Regions from separate parts of the Danio rerio genome. Here region 1 is linked to region 2. The links are chromatin contacts, called in public Micro-C maps. All regions are on one chromosome and are shown on one strand. The core of a region is the stretch at or near the end of the contact, and the rest is flanking DNA. Distances in the headings are between cores, read along the strand shown. Region 1 holds the start of ppil3 (peptidylprolyl isomerase (cyclophilin)-like 3). Region 2 holds the start of brd3os (BRD3 opposite strand).

Region 1 (5,575 bases), core at 650-3,149, 440 kb after region 2:
GTTAACATGTTTGTAACCATTTGATATATTTATGGCGGATGACTTGATCTGTATTCTGTAAACTCATTATTGATTATTTTTGTTTGATTGTTTTGTGATTTAAATGATGTAAAATAGGAATTTGATAAATGCCACAAAATGTACCAAGCCATATACAGAGTGAATAAGCGCTCCGTTTTGTTAGTGTGTCAATAAACGTCACTGAAAGTGTTTTTGTTTGTTTGTTTTTGTGTCCATTATTACATTTGCAAATGATGTTTCATTATAAAAACGTATTTAAAAACCCATATTTGAAATACAATGTACTTTTTTTAAAAACATATGTTAAAACTACACAGTTAACTCAAATATTTGTTCCAGTTACTTCATTCGGCTTGCATAAACTGCTGTAGTTGAGTTTCACAAACCCAAATATCGTGTACACAGATGTCTGAGAGAATGCATATTTCAAACAGCATCATAAAACATGTTCTTTTCAGATGTTAATAGAAATATGGAGTGAAGCTGGGATTAATTTGGGTCAATCTCTGACATGGTGCACGTAGTTTTGATTGAGAAAGTTTATATTCACACATTTGTTCGTTTTTAACAGTGACAACTTGTAACGCTATGCTGAATATATGATCTGAAATCGCACGCAAGTATGACTTCAAAACAACATTAGCACTATTTCATTGACTGTAAACACTGTTGTACCTTAATAGGCATGGCTGCTAATAATGTATGATCTCCCTGTTTAGAATAAGGAAAGAATACTTTTCTGAAATTAAAATTAAGATGAAAAAGTCTGAATGTGCGATTATAAAACCAACTTTACCTTAAAGTGGTTTTGTTTATGTTTTTTATATATATGTATACAGGGTTCATACAGTCATGGAAAACCTGGAAAAGTCATGGAATTTTGACATGGCATTTTTTAGGCGTGCAAATGTTTTGGAAAAACAGAAAAACCCACAAGGTTTTGGAAAAGTCATGGAAATTACATTTACATTTAGTCATTTAGCAGACTCTTTTGTCCAAAATGACTTAAACTGCGGTCACACTAGAGCTTGTACTTGCGAAATTCTGTCGTATGCGAAAAGGGGTGAGGTTAAACAATATGATCAGATGTTAATAAAACTGCGCGATTGCTCCATCTTTTAATTTTTTTTATTTTAGATTATATTCTATTGGTCTAACGCAATCACCTGCTGTGATTTCACAGGTAAGAATTCACCAAGCTTGAACTTTCGAATGCGAATGAAATGCAAAACTTGTCGCGCGTGCTTGTGTGTTCTGGTCTGCCGCCTTCGCATGCCTATAATTGGAAGTCCATGGAGCAAAAAGTGCAGTGTGATCGCGGCTTTAAAATAGATGTAGTTTACCTACTATTACTAGTTTAACAAAATATTAACATCCTCTTAAATTAATTTGACAAATATCGATATTTGTCAAACTAATTTAAGAGGATGTTAATAGTTACAGATCTGTGTGCTGAAATAGAGGTTAGATGTTTTTACTTCTTTTCTTGACAAAAAACATGGTCTCACATCATTACTGCTGTGTAAGCATCATCTATTTTATATAAAAATAAATTGAAACTAAAGAGATTGTTGCGTGCTTTATGATTTGCTGTAATAAATGTAAACGTTTATTGTTTTTCTTATGATTTATCGCGTATACGTAGACATTGCATGAAATATTAGGTCATGATGAAAATTGACTTGAAAGTCCTGGAATAATCATGGAACTCTTGTAGGAAAAATGTGTATGAATCCTGTCTTTATGTAGACTGATTTTATGTTTACTTGACTGCCGAACTGCAGACACTGAAACAGATCTATGAAGACGCGAGTGTGAAATGGGAACCATAGTTCTTAGCGTTAAGTACATTCGGATGTTTTACAGTGAAACACAAACACAGAAGGCGGTACGCTTGCTTGTAGCACCGTGCTGTTTGTATGAGCTTGCATCATTTTACTCGTCTCTTTAGAACATGGTAAGATCACTATTATACATTTATATTATTAACGTGTAAGTCAAGTGTTTTGAGTCGTTTATATTTTAGTCCACATATTAAATCTAACATTTTGCCGCTCTGAAGTTATTTGTTTAATGGACAGACTGACCTTACAGTGTGGTAAATTATTTTATTGAGAGAATTTTATTCGGTGGCTTGACGAACAAAAAACTTTTTTTGCATGTAGCTTTCAGTTTTTAGGTTTTTAGGCTTTTATCTGTAACTTTTGTGTTTAATTGAGGTAAAGTTGGTTTTATATTCGCACATTAGTTTAGTGACAGCTCCATACATAGTGTACCATACTTTGAATATTCGCACTGAAAACAGATTTAAATAGGGATTCAAATCAACATTAGCACTATTTAATTGACTATTTAATCTTTGTGAACAGTGTTGTACTTCATTAAGGCGAAGTTGGTTTTATATTAGCGCACATTCCGACTTTCTGATTTATATAATCTTAGTAAAGCATTAATGGCAAATTCTAAATAGGGAAATCATATCAACAGCCAACAACCATGGAAGTACAACACTGTTCACAGTCATTTGAATAGTGCTAATGTTGTTTTGAAGTCTTATTTACAGTCCGAATATTCAAAGTACCATGGTAAACAATGTATGGAGCTGTCACTAAGCGAATGTGCGAATATAAAACCAACCAATTTCCTCAATTGAAAACGAAAGTTGCAGAAAAAAAGTACAATTCAAAATTTATTTAGGATGTTTTCGAAAGACCAAAGCCCAAAAATCAACTTTACCTTAATTTGTACTTCGATGGTTGTTAGCTGCTGATATGATTCTCTATTTAGAATTTGCTATTAATGATTTACTGAGGTTATATAATTAATGAGAAAGTCGAAATGAGGGAATACAAAACCCACTTTACCTCAATATTCGGATTTCATCTTAATGTAATTTCAGAAGAGTATTGTTTGCAAATTCAATAGGTATTTGAATTTAAAGAGCCGACTTTTATTCATATCTATATTCTGACGTTGTTGTTTTTTTTTTACTGAGGGGTATGTTTATACATAATGTTACCTGCTCAAATTGAACAAATGTTATTTTCTAGCTGTTTTCTGAATTGAGGAGTTCAAAAAATTATTCCTAAAATCAGCTTTGTAAAACCAGGCTCTGATATGTTGAGGAAAATTATAATTTGAATTTATCTAATATTCTGATTTTTTTTTTTTGTGCTAGAAATATCTGGAGATTAGCTCATACTCAATAAAATAATGTTTGCAATACTTAATGTAGTCAGTCAGGCGGGGACCTATGATGATGATAACTATTAATTGAATAACAGCAATTTTATTGTATTAATAAGCTGATCTGATCATCTCTTAGGCTGTCACACTGCACACAGACCTCGGCGATATGAAAATAGAGCTGTTCTGTGAGAAAGCCCCGAAGAGCTGTGAAGTAACACTACTTTTTTCCTTGTTTCCACATACATAATATCGCTGTATTGCAGCCTTGTTGCTTTTGTACCATCTTTATTTTACATTAATTCCAATGACATTTCCCCCTAGAATTTCCTTGCACTGTGCGCCGGTGGGTTTTACAACGGCTGTATTTTCCATCGAAATATAAAAGGCTTTATAGTCCAGACTGGAGACCCAACAGGTAACTAATCTAAGATTTCTTTCTTTCTTTCTTACATTATGGGACATTTTTTTGTGATTTTATATAGCTTAAGGCAAATTAAATATAAGTGACTGTGTTATTGTTTAAAATAACTTTAGTGAACATATATGAGAAATAATGTTCTGTCTTCATGAACAATGTATTCATTCATTTTTTTATCGGCTTAGTCCCCTTATTAATCTGGGGTCGCTGGTTCGAGTTTGACTGGGTCAGTCGGCATTTCGGTGTGGAGTTTGCATGTTCTCCGCGTGTTGGTGTGGGTTTCCTCTGGGTGCTCTGGTTTCCCCCACAGTCCAGAGACATGCGCTATAGGTGATTTGATTAAGCTAATTTGTCTGTAGTGTATGCGTGTGAATGACTGTGTATGGATGTTTCCCAGTACTGGGTTGCAGCTGAAAGGGCATCCGCTGCATAAAACATATGCTGGATATGTTGGCGGTTCATTCCGCTGTGGTGACCAGGGGACTAAGCCGAAGGAAAATAAATGAATGGATTGTTATGCTCAACAGGGTTGCCAGGTTTTCAAAGCAAAAGTTAGCCAATGGCCAATCAAAACTCTCCCAATCCTTAAACTCAGAATTTGCCATTCTCGTAAGTAAAAATAATAATTTAAATCACTGAATGGATTAAAAAATATATAGTTTTTCTTTTTTTTATTTTTAATTACTGTATATTGGTATTGGTAAATATTCGTTTTTCATAAATAAAATAATCTTACCTTCAAATTGACAGCTGATAAAGCAAATCCTCCGGCTGGTTGTGGTTTTTCCTCTTTGAATATATTTTACATCTCTGTATGCATTACACACATTTTCTTTTAAAAACACTTTTATTAGTAATTATAAAGATTAAATGAAATATGCTGTTTTAGTCATTATTTAGCAAAAATCCAGGAGAGTCCTGCCAACTGTTACTATATAATCAAAAAAAACCTGGGAAAACTGCAGACTTGTCAACACTGATGCTGAATGACTCCTTATTCCGTGTCTTATAACTACTAGTGTCCAAGTTTGATCTACTTTTGGGCTTCTCAATACTTTCAGTAAAACAAAACAAGTATTTAAAAAAATGTGTAGAAGAATTACAAAATGAGAAGCTGAGTTACACTTTTACTTGAATTATCACTTTTAATTGAAATTAAGTATTAACTTTTTATATTGTCATTGCATCAGAATGGTACAAATGCTGACTGGTTTTGATGTTTGCCATGTAAACGCTAAAAATGAACACAATTCAAAAAGGTTAAATGTTCTGGAAAAAGTAGCCGCATTTGTTTGTAGTAAAATGTGAAATTAATTTCATCTAGCAGAAATGTTTAACTTGTTGTTTTGATGCTTGAAAAGCTCCTGTATTTTTATTTTATTTTACAATTGTGAAATCAATGAATGCTTGGTTAACCTTTCTTTTTCTTTTTATAAACCATATTCTGTATGAATTATTTGGTTGATTTATTCACAACTATGATTTTTCTTCAGGCACAGGCAAAGGAGGAACCAGTATTTGGGGAAGAAAGTTTGAAGATGAATTCAGTGAACATTTGAAAGTATGTACTGATAATAAAGAATAATGATGTGGTACTTTACTGAGTCCTGTACCATAATCAGACACAAGTTTAAACTTTATGGCTTGATGATTCATGTCTGAGAGTCCTTGAAGAATAATATTCAATCACATATGGCTTTATTATTTCTGCAGTGTTTTGGGGTTGCATTGATTTGTGTTTGGTAGAAATATTGCGTTATGCATCTAGTCTTTGCAGAAAGTAGCATCACTTTATGTACAAATATTTACAAGCAAGTTAATCATGCCTGAGCTAGATTAAATTGCACAGTCATCTATCCATCTCTGACTTATTGTTTATCTTCTGTAGCATAATGTCCGCGGTGTAGTGGCCATGGCAAATAATGGACCAAACACAAATGCATCACA
Region 2 (5,351 bases), core at 1,888-4,387:
CACTTCTGATATCAAATGGTCAACTATAAGTCAAGTTATTATTTGTTGTTCCTAAAACTTGGACAGATAATAAGACTTTTGTCAAGGAGGGTATTCCGATATGCTAATTATTGTTGCTCATTTTTAAGTTTTTTTTTTAAATAGAGAGTTCAATACTAACAGATATTTAAAATTGAAATCTTTTGTTTTATAATGTTTTTGAAGTCACTTTTGATCTATTTAATGAAGGTTGAGTAAAATAATCTTTAAATTGCTGCACCTTCCTTATTAGTAGATACTACAAAGTTCTTAATAAATATACATCGAATAACATATAATGCAGTGGTTCTCAAAGTAAGGGTCGGGACCCCTTGAGGGGTCGCAGAACAATGAAGGGGGGTCGCCTGGTGATTTCCAAAAATCTACTTATTATTATTATTAGGCCATAAGACTTACCATATTTTATCCATAACCAACTGAAGAGAAAAAAACAGTCGTTTATAGTTACTATAGTAGCTTATTTACTAGTTCTATTGGATTGCGACCCCTGGGGTAATTACATTATATTAAAGACAATAGCGTCAGATGCAGCAGATTGATTTTATAACACCAGGTTAAACTTTCTGGCCCATTTACAGCACTCACATCCAAAAAAAAAAAAATTAAACGAAGAATAGACTTTGGTCTATTTGTGTGTGTGTGTGTGTGTGTGTGTGTGTGTGTGTGTGTGTGTGTGTGTGTGTGTGTGTGTGTGTGTGTGTGTGTGTGTGTGTGTGTGTGTGTGTGTGCGCGCCATTGCATGCAAGTTTTCTGTATTTATAACCACCTCAGAGGATATTGGGGGTCGCGAGTCACTGGTATTGTTATTTTAGGGGTCGCGTGCTGAAAAGTTTGGGAACCCCTGATATAATTAATAACATCATTTTTCTCTGTTTAAATTTTTAGGCCTTAAGTTGCGTGGGAAAGACATTGGGCTGCCCCTCGAAGCCTGTTCCAAGAAATGAGTACAAAATCCTCGAAAGATCCACCATCCACTGGAACCTCCCAGTGCTAATAAGATCTTTACAGTCAATCTCTGTTAATTGCTGCATTACTCTATTTCATGGTGGACCAGACGCACTCATTTTACCACCTACACGAAATGCGTATTATCTAACGTTCTATGTCAGATGATAAAAGAAGACTTGGATTATTATCTTTTTTTTTTTTAGCCTGCTCACTGCTTTGAAATAAACTTATTTCTATGAATGACTAAGATGTGTTCTGATTGCTGCTTTTTTTCTTCTTCAGATGATGCATTAAAGAAGAGACACTCAAAAATCTTTTTTTTTTCTGTCTTTTTTCCATGAATGTTGATTTTGAGATTTGGAGCTTTTATTTTTTTGCTTCTAATGTAAAAACATCCAAAACACACTTAATGTAATGTAGTGTGTGTATTTATATAACGCATTTATTGTGTATGGCCATACACCCAAAGTGCTTCACAATCTCTAGGAGGGGGTCTCTCCACACCACCACCAATGTGCAGCATCCACTTAGATGATGTGACGGCAGCCACAGGATAATGCCACTCATCACACACCAGCTATAGGGGGAGTGGAGAGATAGTGATACAGCCAATTCGGTGGATGGGGATGAGTGGGAGGCCATGATGGCCCGATAAAGGGAATTTGTCCAGAATATCGGGGCACACCACTAACATGTTTACTACTCTTTACAAGACTTAGCATTGTCAGTTTGAATCCCAAGGATAATGAGAATACAGTAGGCAGAAAGGAAGATGGCAAAAGTAAATTAAGGTAAAGTTGGTTTTATAATCGCACATTAGTTTAGTGACAGCTCCATACACTGTTTACCATGGTACAATTAATATTCAGACTGACAACACGTGTAAACATGACTACAAACATCCAACATTAGGACTATTTAATTGACTGTGGACAGTGTTGTACTTCGATGGTGTTGGCTGTGGATATGATTTCCCTATGTAGAATTTGCAATTAATGAATTACTGAGATTATATTATCAATGGAAAATGTCAGAATATGCGAATATAAAACCAACTTTACCTCAATCAAAAGTAACTCATTACTTACCATAAAAGGACCTAAGTAACGCAACTAGTTACTTCTTATATACAGATATATACACTAGATATCGCCTGGCCTATTGTTGTCTGTTGGACGGAATGCGTCAATAAGACTGTGGCCGTCCAAAGCCAGAGATATACACATATACACAAATATCTATGATCGGGAGTTTTCCTGGATGTTAGTATGTAATTTTTTTTTCTAATTACGAAAATTATAATTTTACATCACTTTTCTACATTGATGGATCAGGCCATTCCTGACAAAAAAAACTTGAGTTTGTGTGTACAGAAATGTACTATTCACCCTCCCTGATAAATTTGATTTAATCATGTCCTGAAACACAGCTCCTCTCCTGCTTTCACTTCTCATACTGACGGAGGGAGCGATTCGTTTGTGAATGAATCCCCCGTTATGAACGACTCGTTTACTAGCCGACAATAATACAAGTTTCTGGCAGCGCAGCATCTCGTTGTCATATTTCTTTTGCATTGTTTGCTGATTTTATTCAACAAAACTAGCATAAGCCGAGTGTTTAGTGCGAGTTGGAGCTGCTTTGCTTTATGGTGAATGCAGTGACTGTCATCAATAACGTTACCTGATTAGCACAACAGTTCAGAACATACAAAAACAGAAAAAAACTTAATATTACCTATGAAATGTTCTGCCTTTGTGCATCTTCACGTAATAACACTGTCTTGACTAGTGCGGTTGAATGACATTTGTCCTGGGAGCACTGTACCAATGTGGCGGCGCTATTGACGCATGCTTAGGGTCCCTATGCGATATCAAGTGTATATATCTATGGCCGCCTGTCAGTGCTCTGAGGCGGGGGAGGGGCCGACGGCATCACCCGCTGCTCGTTGAGAAAAGTAGGGACGGTAAAGTATGGACAAGTGACAGTCCATAAAAATCTCAATTAACACAGAAAAAAGTCGCTAGATTTGTCGCTAGTCTCTTTTCTGAAAATTTGTCGCTAGGGGTGTCTGAAAAGTCGCTAAGTTGGCAACATTGTGCGGAACCACTAGACGTCTCGTCGTGAGTAACGTTAGTTCCAGTCGGATTTTTATTCAAGCGGACGTTGTTGCCACAGGCAGCCGCTGGCGTTTCTGGAGTTTAACCATCTTCGTTTTTTTCCAGTTTCCCCCAAGAAACATACGGAATACAACAGAAGACCATCATACCTCATGAACGGACTGTTCGTTACAATCAGCACAGACATTATCATTAAACAAAATGCCAAGGAAAGTAGTATCGACTGGCGAACACAAGCGCGTTTCTCCTGTCATCGACCCTGCTGTAATGGAAGCTCTTAAGGAGATTTTTCTGAGATGAATACAGATTCAACGAGACGCCTGTCCGCCTGGATCCGGAGCTCGCGATGACGGAGCGCTGTCCATTAGCCGAGAAGGCGATGTCGGAGGGCTACGCGCGGCTCCGCTTCAGGGACACGTCGCTGTTGATCTGGCAGCAGCAGCAGCTGGAGCTCCAGAAGGCGCCGCCAAGCAACTACCTGAGCCGCAGCCAGAGCTCCTGGTACAGCCGCTACGGAAACCAGGCGGTGGTGGTGCGCGACAAGACGAGACTGCAGGACTCTGACGGAGATGGACAATCCCGCATTTGCGCGGTTATGTGACGGGGTTATACCTATGATGGTGTAATCTCTCCTCAAACAATTGCTAAGACAATCAAGTATTTTAGTTAGCATAGTCAACAAATAGGTACAGTATTATATACTTGAAAAAATGTAGCTGTTGAATGTGTATTGAGTGATTTCAGCGTGATAATAGCAACGTGTGTTGCGTGAGAATTGGTCGACATGCGTGAGACTTGAAACCCCTGTGAAAGTTTGCGCGTTTGCGAACACCAAAACCAAAATTGAACACGCATGGACTTTTATTTAAAAAACTGTTTTATACGTATGGGTCAAAAGCAAAACATGTTTGTCATAATCAGTGTTGGGGAAAGTCACTGTAGAAAGTAATGCATTGCAATATTGAGCTACTCCATGAAGAAGTAACTAGTTGCGTTACTTTTTATGGTAAGTAATGTGTTACGTTACTTTTGAGTTGCTTTTTGTTACCTTTGCTGAGGCTTTTTCAAAACGTTTTTATTAAATAGGGGAGCTCTGCAATTAACAACACAGTATAACCTTCATTTATCTTTAAAAAACACAAAAATAATGTTATCTTCTGAGAACTTTCTGATGGCTTTACATGCTGTATATACAGATTAGGCATGGGCTGGTATAAGATTCTGACAGTATGAGAACCTTGGATAAAAATATCACTGTATTGTGATTACTGCTCTAAAATAGGTTTTTATTAAATGTCTGTGTAAAAAACTTAAACCTTTTCTCTCCTTTGAACACTTTTTTTTAAAGCAAAAAATTCAGATATTTTGTAACATCAAGCATGCCATGCTAAATAATTCAAATAATCAATAATTAATTGACGTCTGCTGTCTTCATTAGTTTCAAAAACAATTTCTTAGTTTAAAACTGCATTTTTGGACATCTTTTCTGCTGGAGATACCATTGTCCTAAAAGCAGAAAAAAAAACGTACACATACCTTAAACGCCTCATTCAAACGAGGCGTCAATGCTTCGCATTCACTTTGCATGGGTGAGATGTCAAGCGTTGCCGAACTGAATTGTGGGTCCGTTGGCGCTGCTTCAGTGGCGTTGCTCGCTGCAGAAGTTGGCAACTTTTTCAATTTCTCAACCACCCACGGAAGCGTCAGCCAATCAGATGGCTTTATGCAAATTCTCCAGCTCAGACAGTAGCCAATTGCAGACTTGTTTTATTGGATGGCGCTGCTATGATAATCGCTTTAGCCCCAACTTCAGACACGCCCTTCGTCAAGAGTTTGATGCTGAAGCAATGTAAGAATTGTAAAGCAGAAAAATTTAGCAGAAAAGGTTTTAAAACCTTGACTTTTCAAAACCGTGGTATACCTTGAAAATGGTTATCGCCCCATGTCTAATACAGATTAATGTAAGGTTAAAGCAATGTGTTTGCTACTTTTTGCCTTATGAGTGAAGAAAAATCACCATGCATTACAACAACACTATTTTCCTTTTTTTTCCATTTGTTCAGAATAATGAGAATATTTCCCTCACAGAAATGTAAGCTAAAGCCATCTTGGTTTCTGTTCCTGCGTTTAATCCAGCAATTTGTTTTTAAAAGCGAATTAATTTAACTAAAAAGTAACTCAAATATCATTACTCAATTTTCTAAAGTAGTGTGTTACTGTACTCGTTACTTAAACAGTTGACTACGA

The links. Hi-C and Micro-C count contacts between places; a contact is called where the count stands out from the background.
Region 1: a Micro-C map of caudal fin shows a contact between it and region 2, with 4 times the contacts expected there. The contact joins the promoter of ppil3 here to the promoter of brd3os in region 2. A contact is called at or near these places in 1 of 18 Hi-C or Micro-C datasets (caudal fin) and 1 of 4 datasets of contacts at active chromatin or transcription factors (embryo).

Annotation. Positions count from the first base shown.
Region 1 is chr5:70,778,594-70,784,168 of GRCz12tu, forward strand. It overlaps ppil3 (peptidylprolyl isomerase (cyclophilin)-like 3), which reads left to right and starts at 1,900. Exons shown (of 6, transcript NM_001002146.1): 1 at 1,900-1,978; 2 at 3,347-3,421; 3 at 3,532-3,625; 4 at 5,122-5,189; 5 at 5,517-5,575. The coding sequence starts at 1,976. lrrc8ab (leucine rich repeat containing 8 VRAC subunit Ab) reads left to right here. Exons shown (of 4, transcript XM_681083.6): 4 at 1-212.
Region 2 is chr5:70,332,450-70,337,800 of GRCz12tu, forward strand. It overlaps brd3os (BRD3 opposite strand), which reads left to right and starts at 3,138. Exons shown (of 1, transcript XM_068221559.2): 1 at 3,138-3,845. The coding sequence starts at 3,451. The coding sequence ends at 3,705. It overlaps edf1 (endothelial differentiation-related factor 1), which reads left to right. Exons shown (of 5, transcript NM_200745.1): 5 at 925-1,300. The coding sequence ends at 983.